2 separate regions of the Sus scrofa genome follow, and region 2 is linked to region 1. The links are chromatin contacts, called in public Hi-C maps. All regions are on one chromosome and are shown on one strand. The core of a region is the stretch at or near the end of the contact, and the rest is flanking DNA. Distances in the headings are between cores, read along the strand shown.

Region 1 (3,314 bases), core at 280-2,779:
CAAGCCACATCTGCGAGCTACACCCCAGCTCACCGCAAGGCCGGACCTTTAACCCACTGAGCGAAGCCAGGGATGGAACCCCCATCCTCATGGATATTCGTCGGATTCATTTCTCCTGCGCCACATGGGAACTCCCTGGAATGCTCTTCACCTAGACCTTCCTGCAGCCGCCATCATCCTGCCTCAGACCCCCGCCCCCTCCCTTCCTACGCCCCTGGCCCCGACTTACTGTTCGGCAAAGGCTGTGTTCCTGGCGGGGTACACTGGCTCACTGTCTGGTTCTCCAGGAGCGCGGGGTGCTGTCCCTTTTACACTCTGCTGCATCCCCACAGCATCCTGCCTGCCCCATGGTAGGTGCTCAGAAAAAGCGGACTGAATGCATGCGGGAGTCCGGGGGGCATCCCACGACACGCGCCCCACAGGGCCGTGGCAAGGGCTCGGGGGACCCCGGCGGCGCGGGCCCGGTCAGCGCGGAGGACGCCACCACCGCTCCCCGGTTCGCCATAAGTCACCGTCGGCTGGGACAGCTCAGCTGCACCGCCGCCTCTGCTTGTCCCCACGGGGGACCCTGGGCAAGTCACTCGACCCCCCTCTTCCTTCGGGGTCCTCGTGTGTTAACGGGGCGGGAAGGTCCGCATTCAGCGGGCGGAACCTGCAGGTCGGGTGCGGGGCGCCCGCGCGCCCCTCCGGCGCACGAAGACCGCGAGGCTGTGGGAGTCTCGGCACCGTCCTGCTCCCTCTTCCTGAAGCTGGGCCCCCGACGGGACACCGTGGCCCAGCTGGACGCTCCGCTCCGGGGCTGAGCGGCCCTGAGGCGGGCGCCGCGGCCGCACCGCACCGGGGCCAGGCAGGCCGCGCAGCTCCTCGGCCTCCGGCTCTCCGGACAGGGTCCCCCCGGGGCACCCCGGGCCGCTTCCCCCGACAGGCGGAGGGAGCCCCGGCCGGGGCGCGGCCGGCCGGGGGCCCTGGTCAGTCACAAGAAGGACCGCGCCCTGAACAAGGCCAGGGGACTCTTCCTCTTCTCACAGGAGTAAACTGACGCCCGGCGTCGCAACCGAGGCCTGGCCGGGGCCAGAGGTCACACATGGGGGTGGGGGTGGGGCCGGTCGTGGAACCTCTGCCAACACAGGACACGGGTCATAGGTCATTGCCAGCACAAAATGGCGCCTCGCAGAAATACGTCTATCAATTCGCGGTGCCCACCCCCGCCACAGGCTGAGGAAGGGGCGCAGGCGTCCGGGCACACTCATCTGCATACACAGAAACGAACGAAGTTAATTGGCTGCGAGCGCCTGGGTCCGCGGTAGGGAGGACTCCCATTGGTTGCTCTCCAATTCTCCCGTTCCCTACTGGAGAAGGCCCCAGTACGCCTTCTCCAGTAGGGATTGGCCTCCGCGTGTCTCATGACGCCACGCCACGATTGCGCGTCCCCATTGGCCGGACCGCCTTCCATCATCCTTTTAAAACCCCTCAAGTCCCGCCTCTCTTTGCTCGGCTCGGGCTCCCGGGTCGACCGTTAGTCGCGTGCGCGATTTCCTGGGCGTCAGGGCGCGAGCGCGTACGCCGGCGTTTCATTCAAACGGACCAATCAGCGGTCGCGTCACCCTTCCCGTTCTCTTCTCTACTTCCCCTTTTCTACCTCTCCTTTCTCCTGGATTTCCTCCCTGACCCCCGTGCGCACGTATTGGCCAGCCTGCCCCGCGCCCCCTCCCCAGTTTCTCCTGCTCTTGCCCGCAGTTTGTCGAAAGGGAGCGAGCTCGTCGAACGCCAAGGAGTGTGCGCACTGACGTCACGAGTCGAGGCGCGGCGCGAGGGGCCCCGAGGGGGCGAGGCCTGTGGGCGGATATAAAAGGGCGGCGGTGTGCGCGCGGCCGGCTTAGTGCGGTCGGGCGCCCGGGGCGGGTTTACCTGCTCAGGCGGTGTGTGGCGGTCGTCGGAGGCAGTGGGGCGCGGAGCCGGGCCGCTGGGGCCTCCCCAGGGCCGCAGCGGCGGCAATTGGGCCCCCCGCCCCAGCCAGCGGCCGGAGAGCGCAGGAAGGGGGCCGGGGGGACCCGCCCCCGGCCGGCCGCAGTCATGGTGAGCGTCGCGTCCGGGCCTGTTGGGGGGGGGGGGCGGTCAGGGCCCTCCTGGAGGAGGAGATGGGGTCTCAGGAGCATCTCTCTGGCGGCTGGGGGATTGGATGGCCCAGTTGGGGGTCCTGGGTTAGGGCTGGGCCCAGGGGCCCTCCTGTAGGCGGAGCGGGAGGGGAAGGCCCAGCTGAGCTCCGGGAAGGGCTCCGGGCTTTCGGGCCTGCCCGTGGGTGTTCCGGGAGTAACGACACTCCGCCGCCATCTCCAGGCCGGAGCTGGGGTTTCCAGGATGGTCTTCCCAAGTTGAGGTGTGGAAGGACACCGGGGTAGGGCTCGGGCCTACCCGGGACCACTGGGGGTCCGTATGTGGGGCTACGAATGGGCTTTAGGGACTTATGGGGAAGGTGGAGTCATCCGCCAGACCTTGGAGATCCGCTCCATTCCTAATGGGAGATTCACCTGAAGCCATCGCCTGAAGCACCCTGGATTGGGAGTGTCTGGGAGCTCGGGGTGATTGGCCAGACTAGGACTGCAGGGGCAAGAAAAGTAGGGCGGCCACCGCATCCTAGGTCCTGCAGGAGGCCCCAGGACCAAAGGCCCATGGCTCGCCCCCTTTTTTCCACATCTAGAACTCCAATGTGGAGAACCTACCCCCGCACATTATCCGCCTGGTGTACAAAGAGGTGACGACACTGACAGCTGACCCACCTGATGGCATCAAGGTCTTCCCCAACGAGGAGGACCTCACTGACCTGCAGGTCACCATCGAGGGCCCTGGTGAGTGTGGGTGAGGGAGGTGCGCTTCCTAAATCCTTGGCATCCTTGGAGCGGGAATAGGAAGCTCTCAGTATAAGGTGGGCTGCCAGACCTGTGACGGGCACACCTGGTACGCATGGTGCTCATGGGCTGCAGGGCGGGAAATCGCAGTTGTGTATACTTTCTCTGAGAGAATTGAGAGAAAATCCTGGGGGTCCTATCTGGTTTGGGTGTCCTCACACCCAGAAGTATGGGAAGGAATTGAGTGGAATTGGGAAGAGGGTGCCAGGACGTGGGAATGGTGTCTGAGAGGCCTGGGGGGGCGGGCTAGACGATTGCAAATTCCTTCCTGCTGTCAGTGTCAGGGGCTTTGAAGACCAAGCAGAGAACAAGCCAGGTGCAGTCTGGCGGGCAGAGGGCAGTAACAAGCAAATGAGTACCTGTGATCGTTGGACCACACACAGTGGTTCAGCGTGTTACTGCGTGTGT
Region 2 (3,317 bases), core at 633-3,132, 39 kb before region 1:
CCCCCATGGAGGCACCCCACGCCAGCCCCAGCCTGAGTCTGGCTGCCCTGGGTACCTCCACCCTCGACCTCTTTGATGACATTGTGCTGGTCCCAGAGTGTCCCTCAGTGCCATCCGACCTGTTCCACTGTGTGGGGGGCCAGCCAGAACCGAGGCAGGATCCACACTTCTTCAGTCCCCTGCTCCCTTATTCCCTGAGGGGAGGGGATGAGCTCTTGGCTCCTGGAGGGGTCTGGGTGGGCAGGCAGGAGATCTCCCAGGGGATCTCTGAAGGCTGGGGACCTGCTCCCCCATGATACCCAACCACAACTCAGCCCAGGCTCCCAGACAACCAGAGCCCCCCCACCATGACAGCTCTTCAGCTGCACACACCCCCTGCCCCTGCCAGGAGTCCCATGTCCCAGTCACTCCCCTGCTGGCAGCCCCTCGGAAAATGAACCAAGCCCAGACTCCCACCTCTGACCATGGCCTCGTGGGTCCTCTCCTAGGTCCAGTGCCCCACTACAGCCACTTGGGGCGGGGATGGGGGCTCCGCGCCTGTGCACTCTCTCTCTGCCCCCTCGCCCAGCTTCTTCCTTCTTTCTTCCTAGCCCCACCTCCTTGGCAACTGTCCTTCCCGGTCCCTCTTACCCTGGTTCATCTCTGCCCAGTGTCTGGTCTACTTTAACTTATTCCCAAAGACTTGTCGATCACCTACTACATGCCAGGCCCAGGTTTCGGTGCCGAGGATTCAGAAGTGAATAAAACAGACAAGATCACTGCCCTTGTGGACTTCACATGGGGTGGGGGTGGGGGTAAAATGAGGGGACTGAAAATAAATGCACACCCACACATCTCTTTTTCCCCCGCTTTTCGGCTGAACCTATGGCACACTGAAGTTTCGAGGCCAGGGGTCAAATCCAAGCCACGTCTGCGACCTACGCGGTGGCTTTCAGCAATGCTGGATCCTTAACCCACGGAGCGAGGGTGCTCACAGACAATGCTCGTCCCTAACCTGCTGAGTCACAATGGAAACTCCTCCATACATTTTTTAAACGCAAGATAAATTTCCAATTCCAGACCACAATTAGGTTTGTGAAGAAAATAAAACAGCAACCAGATTGCGGGGCCACTTGATGTAGGGTGGTCAGAGAAGACCCTGAATGACAAGAAGGAGCTGGCCCTGTGCAAGTCTGGTATTCCAGGCAAAGAGACTAGCTCGGGCAAAGGCCCTGGGGTGGGACACTGGGGGAACAGCAAAGGAGGCCAACGTGTCTGAAGTGGAGCGCATGGGAAGAGGTGAGGTCGAGAGGCTGACAAAGGCGACTATGAATTGGGAGAGTTTGGATTTTACTCCAAGACTGATGGGCAATTCAGTCTTTCTCTCAACCCCATTTCCAAGAACGGTGTAACTATCGCAAACGCCACCCTAGGAAGCAGGCGCTGTAAGATGGGGATATTGACACACCACGGAGAACAAACGAGAAGAGGCAGGATCTTAAGTTCACGGCTCCTTCGAGCCTTTACCCTTTCCTGCAAAGTGCTTGGATCTCTTAGACTGAAGGGCCAGGGATCGAACCTGAGGTCCCCGTCCTGGGCACCACCCGTCCCTCCCTCCCTCTCGGCCCCCGAGGTCCGACAGTTACAGCCGGACTGGGGCGACCCAGCCACCTCCGCAGCCGAAGTCCAAATTCGCCGTCCACTCCGCGCGGCTCCGCCTTAGGCCCGCCACTCACGCCACTGACGCCTCTCCATTGGTCGGACTCCCAGCTGGCCAATCACGCTCTCAAGACGAACAGCCCTGCCCATACGGCCTCCCCACGAAGGAGAAGTAGCGGCGCTTGAGGATTGGCTGAGAGCGTGAGCGGAGTAGAGCTAAGCGAGTGCCCATTGGGCGGCTCGGCCCGGGTGGGCGGGACGCGGGCCGAGCAGGGGCGGGCCACGTGTCCCAACTGCTCCACACATTGACCCCGGCCTGGGAACTCAGCGGGAGGACTTGAGGGGGCGGACTCTGGCCTGCGAGAGGTGAGTGACTCCAGGCCGCACTCGCGTAGGGCGGGCTAGGCTCAGTCCCCGCGCTCTCGGGTAAGGCCCCTCCGGCGCTGATGGGGGCTGACCTCCCGCCTTGATGGTGACAAAACTGAGCGCTACGGGGACATCTGGAGCCAAGGTCACACAGCGGGGGGAGGACTCTTGCCTGGGCTCGCTAGGGACTCGGGTCGCTTCTGCCTCTCCGCCAAGTTTCTGCGCCATCCCTGCGTGGCGCATGTGTTTGGCCCCCACTTCCCCAAGGAGGAAACCGAGGCTCAGACAGAGCGGGAAACTTGCCTAAGATCACACAGCCGGGTTCCGGCCTCGTGGGGATTGAAACCGCCCATTCCTTCCTGAGGTTGCCGCCCACCTGGGGCCACCCCTCCTTCTCTGGCCTTGGACTCTCTCCACACACAGATTCTTATCACTCCCCCAGGGCACCCCCAAAACCTATCTCCAGCCCAGATCCCTTCCCCACCTTTTTCATATTCTCCCCCAAATTAGTTCCCCTTTCCAGGCCTCCAGCTAGTCCCTGGACCCTGCCTTCCTCGGAAGTCTGGAAACCTAGGGATCTTCCTTCTTCTCCCATCCCCACGACTCGACCCCTGGAATCTGTCTGTCCTGCCCCCTCCTCCCTGTCCTCCTGCCCTTGCCCACCTGGTCCACAGCCCCTGGAGATACACCGCATAGGTAGGCAAACGTCCAAATCACCAGACACGGCTCAAATAACTTTTCACAAAGAGAACCGTCTGGGGGTTCCTGTTGTGGCTCAGGGGGTTAAGGATCCCGCCCTGTGAGCTGTGGTGTAGGTGGCAGATGTGGCTCCGATCCTGCCTTGCTGTGGCTGTGGTGTAGGCCGGCGGTACATCTCCATTTAGACCCCTAGCCTGGGAACCTCCATATGCCAGTGGGTGCAGCCGTAAAAAGAACTGTTTGGTGGGGACAGTATCCAAATCCAGAAACCACACACACTCCAGAAGGCCCCCTAGCAGCCCCTTCATCACTGCCCCCCCATTGTATTTATTTCTGACGAGGGGACCTGTTACACATTGTCCAAAATTCCTAAGGAACAGAACAGTACCCAGTGAAAATTAAATGACCTTCACACTCTGCTCTCAGAGGTCTGTCTCTGCAGGAACACATGCTCCCGATGTTCCTGCCAGATACCGACTGGAACACTTCACCACATCTCTTCCCCCCCCCCCCTCCGCACAAAGAAGAGCATTGCTATCCACACTAGTACGCCTTTTTTTTTTTTCTGTCTTTTTTTTGTCTTTTTAGGGCCTCACTCACAGTATATGGAGGTT

The links. A called contact is a pair of places that touch in the nucleus more often than the background predicts.
Region 2: a contact with region 1 is called in a Hi-C map of subcutaneous adipose tissue, with 1.4 times the contacts expected there. The contact joins the promoter of ISOC2 here to the promoter of UBE2S in region 1. A contact is called at or near these places in 1 of 5 promoter capture datasets (liver), 6 of 47 Hi-C or Micro-C datasets (embryonic fibroblasts, liver, skeletal muscle and 1 more) and 1 of 2 datasets of contacts at active chromatin or transcription factors (alveolar macrophages).

The regions. Positions count from the first base shown.
Region 1 is chr6:59,568,699-59,572,012 of Sscrofa11.1, reverse strand. UBE2S (ubiquitin-conjugating enzyme E2 S) reads left to right here and starts at 1,529. Exons shown (of 4, transcript XM_021095037.1): 1 at 1,529-2,076; 2 at 2,699-2,846. The coding sequence starts at 2,074.
Region 2 is chr6:59,608,224-59,611,540 of Sscrofa11.1, reverse strand. ISOC2 (isochorismatase domain-containing protein 2) reads left to right here and starts at 1,882. Exons shown (of 6, transcript XM_021095040.1): 1 at 1,882-2,004.